Linked DNA regions of Sus scrofa: region 2 is linked to region 1. The links are chromatin contacts, called in public HiChIP or PLAC-seq maps. All regions are on one chromosome and are shown on one strand. The core of a region is the stretch at or near the end of the contact, and the rest is flanking DNA. Distances in the headings are between cores, read along the strand shown. Region 1 holds the start of IPP (actin-binding protein IPP). Region 2 holds the start of GPBP1L1 (vasculin-like protein 1).

Evidence for each region. HiChIP or PLAC-seq counts read pairs in DNA pulled down with a chosen protein or histone mark.
Region 2: an H3K27ac HiChIP or PLAC-seq map of alveolar macrophages shows a contact between it and region 1. The contact joins the promoter of GPBP1L1 here to the promoter of IPP in region 1. A contact is called at or near these places in 1 of 47 Hi-C or Micro-C datasets (blood) and 2 of 2 datasets of contacts at active chromatin or transcription factors (alveolar macrophages and skeletal muscle).

Annotation. Positions count from the first base shown.
Region 1 is chr6:165,668,844-165,672,922 of Sscrofa11.1, forward strand. IPP (actin-binding protein IPP) reads left to right here and starts at 2,210. Exons shown (of 9, transcript XM_021096725.1): 1 at 2,210-2,387.
Region 2 is chr6:165,707,122-165,711,200 of Sscrofa11.1, forward strand. It overlaps GPBP1L1 (vasculin-like protein 1), which reads left to right and starts at 1,843. Exons shown (of 12, transcript XM_021096736.1): 1 at 1,843-2,075. It overlaps TMEM69 (transmembrane protein 69), which reads right to left and starts at 1,862. Exons shown (of 3, transcript XM_021096737.1): 1 at 1,725-1,862.

The DNA of each region.
Region 1 (4,079 bases), core at 960-3,459:
AACAAGTTATAGTAAACTTTAGAGTTAGGATTTTAATGAGGTTCATAGAAGTTATATATTATTCTGGATCAACAGAAACCCGGCTATGAGTTTTGTCCTTGATTTTAGAAGCTTCTAAGCGGTAGCTAATTAAGTTGATTTCTATTTTCTCATACTGTCTTCTTGCCATAATGCTTGAAGATATACATTAGTCTAAAAACAAGATTTGCAAATGCCAGATTTTTGTGTCTGTAACCTCTTCAGCTTGTGAAAAGTGGCTGGCCAAGAGACGGTTTGTGCTGAGTCTCCTTTTTCCCACATGACATGCTGCACCTGTTTGTCCTTGAATTGTACTCATTAGATTTAGTTAAACTGAAAATTTTAAAACCTGATGTATTGCTACTGTACCATGTGATCAAAAAACAAAGCCTGATCGTTAACCAATGTACTTTTAACACTATGATGTAATCTGTAGTGAAAAAGCTGTCTATATAATCAACCACTTACGCCAATAAAATCTGAGCAGTCCAGCGCCCTGGAAGAAGGGACAAAGAGGCTGTCTCCGTTCTTTTGCCGACGTCGTCCATCTCCGATCGGGATGTGTACACCCTGGCCGCCAGAGCTGGCCTCCGGCAACCGAGGTCCCTATGGATTCAAATCCTTCCAGTGTCACCTAGGCAATGCCCAGGCTTACATTGAAAAGCAATCTCTTTTGCTCATTTCTAAGTCTTTGACAACTTTTCTTGACAATGGTTCCCTTTTAGAATTGGGGGGTAATGAAATAAAAAAGAAGGAATAGAAACAGTGCTGAGAGTATAAATAGTTTTGGGGCCCAGGGTAGGCTGCCCCAAAATGTGCCTCAGTGGTGTACTGATTATTTTGAATTAAAGTTACTTAAGGCGTTGTGGCTCAGCAGAAACGAATCTGACTAGTATCCATGAAGACGCAGGTTCCATCCCCGCCCTCACTCAGGGGGTTAAGGATCGGGCGTTGCCGTGAGCCGTGGTGTAGGTCAAAGGGGCGCCTCAGATCTGGCATTGCTGTGGCTGTGGTGTAGGCCGGCAGTACAGCTCTGATTTGACCCCTAGCCTGGGAACCTTCACATGCTGTGGGTGCAGCCCTTAAAAAAAAAAAGACCAAAAGAAAGTTACTTAAGAGATGGCAAGAGGGACACTCCGACTGTCCTTTCTATCTTCCTGAAAGCAGGAACTAAATCTCTCATGCGAAATGGGCACCCCAAGGACAAGCCCAAACTCTGTTCAGATGCTTCACTGATTGACTTCTTTGTCCTGTGAATTCCTCATAAATGTATTGTTTCTCCGTCTAAAAAGTATAAAAGCTGCCTGCTTTGCCCACTTCTTAGGCCCCATTGCTCTGAGACTTCTCTGTGAACAGCTAGCTTTTGTTTCTTTTTTCCCGTTAACCTATCCTGTGTCAGTGTTACTACTAGTCCAGCCGCAAGAACTCAGGGTGGGTAGAGGGGACTACTTCCCCTCCCCGGCATAATTTGGCGAGATTTTTGCTTCAGATGTGGATTATCTACAGGGTACATACGTGGTAGCATTGGGTTTGATGCAGCATGTTTTAGTCCCTGTGGGCTGGGGTCAGAAAGCTTGAACGCCGTTTTTAAATGTGCCATATTGTGAGGTTCTCCAGTTTGAACAACCGCACGGCTTGAGCTGTCCATTTGGTCCAAGGAGGCCTCCATTCACAGTGCGGGGCCAGTCAGGCAGGGACCCCGAGGACCATCCCAGTGAATGGTAAGGAGCAGAGAAGTGGCAGGCCGGCCACTGGGTGTGTGCGTGCGTGGGTGTGTAGGTGGGTGTGTAGGTGTGTGGGGGTGTGTAGGTGCGTGTGTAGGTGTGTGTGTGGGTGTGTAGGTGGTGTGTAGGTGTGTGTGTGTGGGTGTGTAGGTGTGTGCGGGTGTGAGCGGCAGACCGGCCACTGGGTGTGCGTGGGTGTGTGCGTGCGTGCGTGTGTGTGTGTGCGTGTGTGTCCCTGTGTGTCACCAGCACAGACGTTCGCTAGCTGCTGAGACGCCACGAAATTCCAGAGCGGGTCGGCGGAGGCGAAAGGCCGGGCCGGCCAGCCTCGGGGGGCGCGCGTCCGGCTCGGCCGCGGGGCCTCCTCGGCGGGGAGCAGGCACGAGGCGCGCGCCCGGCCGCGCGGCCCCGGGAGCGGCGGCGCCCCAGGAGCGGAAGCGCAGTGCGCCTGCGCAGACGCGCCGGCCGGCCGGGCGGAGAGGCCCCGTCGCCGGCCCCGCCTCGCCCCAGCGTTCAGCGGCGGGTCCTGCGCGGGGTGCGCGGCCTCGTCGCCCCGCCGGCCTGCCCCGCCCCCTCCGCGCGCGCGCTGGTCGCGACTGCGCGCGCCGAGCCTGCGCGGGCGCCGGCGGGAAGGGGAAGCGGCGGGTAAGGAGGGCCCGCGTCCCGGGGGTGTCTCTGGCGGGGTGGGGACTTTCCTCTTCGGCTCCCCCCGGCCCTGGGGACCCTTGAGGAGCGGAGTGCGAGGAGCCTCTGCAACCGGCTTCCCCCCCCCGGCGGTTCAGGTGTGCCGGATAATCGACGTGTTTTCGCCCAAACCGTAGCGTCGTCTGCGCGCGTCCGCGCCTGCATCTCCTCTCCCCGCCCCCACCGGGGAAGCCGAGGCCGAGCTCCCGCTGGTCCGCGGTCACCTGGTGCGGCCCGGACGCCTGCCCCGCGATTTAGGTCGCGCCGGAATGTTTATCTGCCTTTAGTGTCTCGGCAGCTTAGGAGTAGCTCTCCGGGTCCAGCCCCCAAGTGAAGCACAAAGGCCTCATTTGTTTTGACGCTGGCTCGTCTTGACATTCTTTCTGACACCCTGTGCTGAATAAAGCAGCCTCCATGTGCTCTTGGTAGTGAATTCGAGGCCACTGAACATAGGTCCCTGTTTTCTTCCTCTGGGCGTTTCCTAATCTGTCGTTCAAGTTCGTATCTCTTGGGGCACATACCTCACATCCCTGTGCAACGTCCCCAAATTATGTGCTTTCCTTTTAGGAAAAAAAACTCACCACCTGCTGCCTTGTGGAATGAAGTACCCCACTGGCAGTGGGGTAGTATCAGCAGTTACTAAGAAGCATACTAAGAGTTTTCTACTGTCACTGCCAAAGTGGATTCAGTAACTTTGGGAGGTTTTTTGGTAGCAAGAGGCAGCATTTTAGCACAATGGCTGTGCTTGATGCCTTGAAGTTGGGGGCAGAGAAGGTACCTTGTAATTAACAAACCACTAGGGTCCAAAATCTGCTGATGGAAGAAGAAATCTGAAACAAAAAAGCACAACAGCCATGCCATGTTTAATAATATCTACAGGTCAGATTTCTATGTAGAGACAAATACACTGCCTTTATATGCCAGTTAAATGTAATATGTTGACAGTCACATAGCACTGATGTGAAGTTTTAGCTGCTCCGTTGGAACTTTTCAATCAAATTTCTCAGGTTAATTCCTAGATAATAGTGATAATCAGCTTAGTTATTTTTACTTTGATAAGTGTGATTGACTGCTATAAACGGAACCACTTTTCTCTTTTTTAGATTTATTATTATTTATTATTGTCTTTTGTGTTTTGGGGGCCACACCCACGGCATATGGAGATTCCCAAGCTAGGGGTCTAACCGGAGCTGCAGCTGCCATCCTGTGCCACAACCACAGCAACGCCAGATCCAAGCCGCATCTGCGAACTACACCACAGTTCATGGCAACGCCAGATCCTTAACCCACTGAGTGAGGCTAGGGATTGAACCCGCAATCTCGTGGTTCCCAGTCGGATTTGTTTCTGCTGCACCACAACGGGAACTCCCGCACCACTTTTTTCTGACATCAGACACCATTTCTGTCAAGTCATTATCAGTTTTCCCTGACGCCTAAATGCCTTAGATTTATTTCCCCTGTGCTTCATCTCCATATCTTTTATATTACTGGATCTCATGGCTTCTTTCTTTCTTCCTTTCTTTCTTTTTTTTTTGGGGGGGGTGTCCTCTTTTTAGGGCTACACCTGCGGCATGTAGAAGTTCCCAGGTTAGGAGTCGCATCAGAGCTGCAGCTGCCAGCCTACACCACAGCCACAACAAAGCTGGATGCTTA
Region 2 (4,079 bases), core at 593-3,092, 38 kb after region 1:
TCTTCATTTTATACATAGTTTTTTAAAAGTAGTAATTCGGGAGGATTTCTTCCATATAACACAGTTTCCTTGGAAAACAATCACTAATGTTTTCAAAAAATCAGTTAACATATTAATAGATCCTTTTCTTCTCTGAACCATTTTTTTAAGCTTTTGATGTCTGGTATTACAACGTAATTAATGCATAGAGACAATAGATCTGGGTTTTACAAATGCCTCCCTCATTTCCCAGCTGTGTGACCTTGAGTAAATTGTTTCCTTGGAGTGCAGCTTTCTCATCTTTAACACTGGAAGTCATAGGAGTTCCCGTTGTGGCTCAGTGGTTAACAAATCCAACTAGGAACCATGAGGTTGCAGGTTCGATCCCTGGCCTCGCTCAGTGGGTTAAGGATCTGGCGTTGCTGTGAGCTGTGGTGTATGGGTCACAGACACAACTCAAATCCCGAGTTGCTGTGGTTCTGGCGTAGGTTGGTGGCTACAGCTCCAATTCGACCTCTAGCCTGGGACTTCCATACGGGTGCGGCCGAAGAAAAAAAGACAAAACACTGAAAGTCATATAGCTTCTCTGCTTTTTTTTTTTTTTTCCCTTAAGGTATGTTTTGGGGCTTTGTAGTTTACAGCTCAAAGTAATGATAGTAGCAATCAATACAATTTAGCAGGCACTGTAACTATGTGTTTTATATGCACTAACTCATTCAATACAATGACCTCATCAACTTGGTGCTGGAAACAGTATTGCCTGTTAAGTTAGAGTGCAGACTTGAGTCAAATAATCTGGTTTGGAATCCTGGCTCCAACATAGTATTAGCTATATCACTTTGGACAAATTATTTAAGCTGGCTATGGTGCAGTTCACTCATCTACAAGGCTTATAATAACTACATAGGGTCTTTGTATTTTTAAAAAAAAAAAAAAGTCAATACATGTAAAGAGCTGACAACTGTTCCTAACACAAAGTAGGCACTCAAAAAATATTAGCTATTATTCCCACCTTACACAATATAAGCAGCCCAGTAAGTGGCTGTGTGAAAATATGAATCTACATCTATCATGTTTACATGAGTTCCATTCTTAACCAGAAGAATGAGGTGTCTAAAAATCCAAACCCCACAGTTGCTGCTTGATTAAAAAACTTGGTGAACTAATTTCTTGACTACAGATCTTAGGGCTGGGTCAAGAAATTCTGTACACCAGCCAGTCAGTGTCTTCATTCTATGAATAAGGAAGCAAGCAGGACGTTTATCTCTGGCCTCTGAGCAGAGGTTAGATAACACACATCTACTCCTGACTCCCAGACACACGTATCCGCATGGCCCACACATTCACCTTTGTTCAAAATCACCCCATTAAAAAGCTTAATGCTCCCTCAACCTTTCGAACTTTCTATGCAAGGTGACATGTGCTTCCCATCTCAAGAGTATTGAAGCGAAAAAGTGACACCCTAAAAGCCTGAGGACGGCAACTGGTGAGGGGTTTAAAGGACAAAGCCCCAAGTGTTAATCTGCTCAATTTTGGTGAAAAAGCTCAAGGTTTCCACTGCCTCAAATATAAGAGTTGCAAAATGCAAGTCTCAGCGCCGACAGCAGAGAAAAGGGAAGGCGGGGTCTGGATGCAAAGATCCTCGGGAAACTGTGCCCAACTGTGCCTGCGGTTTCAGTTTTACTCTGAAGGCTTGGTGCCCCCCTTTCCCAACCTGCACTGGTCGCAGCAGCGCTGTTACTTACTTGCCAGCGTCGCGCGGGGAGGTGGAAAGCTGAGCTGCAAGATTGGCCAGGCTCTCTGGAAAAAGCACTTCCGGCAAGTGGGGGTTATTAGCCTCCCACTTCCTGGGAGCCGGAAAAAAATCAGTCCGGCTGGAGACCTAACCACCCCTAACTGGTTCCCAATTCCAGGCTTTCTGTCTTGGACTCTAACATCTTGATTCTAGTGAAAGCCGGCTTTGGAATTCTTAGGGCATCTGAACGGTCCTTGCCTTTCTATTCCAGGTTTCCCAGCCAGAAGAATCTGCTCCGCAGAGTTCGGGAAGGTGGAGTGAAACTACTGGAACCATCTCAGAGTGATGGTGGTGGAGCAAGGTAGGAGAGATTTGGAGTCTAGGCCAAGTATGACTTGGCCAAATTGCTTGCTATCTCTGGAATTCATTTTTTTACTTTGCGTAACAACAAAGTTTCTAGGATCAACGGGGCACATCTCCCTTCTCATTGGGGTCCTGAACTAATACTAGCTAAGAAAACAAACACCTGTTTCCACTTCATTTTCTTTGCTGCTAACTGAAAACTTAGTTAAGAAATAAAAAGCACCGGGGCAGGACTTTCACTTCCATGAAAGACGTGGTAAGAGTCTTGGGCTTGAGGGTGACCCGGAAGTTAGATTATTCCTCCTGTCGCTCTCCGCTTTAACTTTTGTTTGTGAGCTAGGTGACCTTGAGCAAGTCCCTTCCCTTCTCTGAGCTTCAATTTCAGTCTGTCATCGGGAGTTCCCGCTGTGGCACAGCTGGTTAATGACCCCACTTGTCTCTGTAGAGGTGCCAGTTGGATGCCCAGCCCACTGCAATGGGTTAAGGATCTCTCCTTGCTGCAGCTATGGCGTAAGTCGCAGCTCTGGCTCGGAATGAATCCCTGACCAGAGCACTTTCCTACGCCGCGAGTGCGGCTGGAAAAAAAAAAAAAAAAGGAAGCACCACTAGACGTATCTGTCTGAAGACAATGGGAGACCTGAACCGGCCCAGGATGGCCAGTTTCACATTCCTCCAGATTCTATGTAGTCTAGCTTCCTGGTTACCAGCTCTCTCAAGGTTTAGCTTCGCGTGCAGAACGGGCTCACAGCACATTCTTCCTGATGCTAACCCCTTCCAGCCGCTATCGGCTTTCACTTTTATTTCCTCCTCCGTCATGGCAGCGCCGCCCCTTCCCGTTACGCGACACCCAATGAAACTTTGGGTCAGAGAAACAGCTTCTCCGCCCTGGCACGGGAGCAGACTCAGACCCGAAATCCTCCCGGTGCTGGGACAGGGGCGTGACGCCAGCGGTCGGGCGGAACTAGCACTCCCAGTGGGCAACGCCTCGGGCCCAGCCGCGCAGGACTCCAGAGCCCGGCAGCGAGGCCCGCTGGGGGCTGGAGTCTTAGCGACGCGCGCGCACGTGGAAGGCAGGAGCCGAAAGTGGGAAGGGGTCGGCAAACACACACGCCTACCGGTGAGCACCTGTAGAGGTAGTTCGGAGAGGCGTGCTTCCCCAGAGGTGGGGTGTGCAGGACGAAGGGGCGTGTTGAAACGGGCACACCGTACACACCCACCCACTCGTTCGCACGCGCCCAGGCCCGAGTGTCGGGAGAGGCAATGGAAGGGGAGTATCAAACCCAGTTGATCTCCGCCTCTAAGGCGGCGCGCGGAAAAGCAGGGTTCTCCCCTGCAGAGGGGCGGGGGCGACCGGGCACGGCCGCAAGCCGCTGCGGAGGGAGGGCTGGGGGCGGGGCGAGGGACAACCGCTGTTCTCGCGGCCGCACGTTGGCGCTCGGAGCGCCGGCGGCGGTCGCCCGAGCAGCGCCCGTGCGCGTGCGCGCCTGTGGGCGGGGCAAGCGAGGGGGCGTGTCAGAGGCGGGGCCGGGCGGGGGGGCCGGGCTGGCCTTCGCTCCTCCCCCTGCGCCCGCTCTGCCCCTCCTGGGCCGTGTGGGCCGGGCAGCCATTTTGGGAAGAGCTTTGTTATGGTTGTGGGCTCTTCACCTCCGCGGGAGCAGGAAGCGGGGGACGCGCCCTGAGACGCCGCGACTGGCCCCTAGCTGGAGCTCCGCGGCTGCCCGGTGAGTGCGCGTTGCGGACACCTGGGCGGGGGGGGGATCTCGCGTCGTCCGGCGCGGGCCTCCGCCCGGTCCCCGACCGAGCGGCTGTTGCAGCAAGTTGCGGGAGGCTCTCACACAGGTGGTTGGGTGTAGGTCGGTCCGGGGAGCCGGGGGCGAGCCCACGCGTCGTGCGGTTCCGACGCCGCACCTCGCCCGGCGCGGGCAGCCGTGCCCGCGAGCGTCGGCGCGGCTCCGCCTGAGCGCTCCCGCTTCAACTTCGGTCTTGGGGTCGCCGTGCTCAC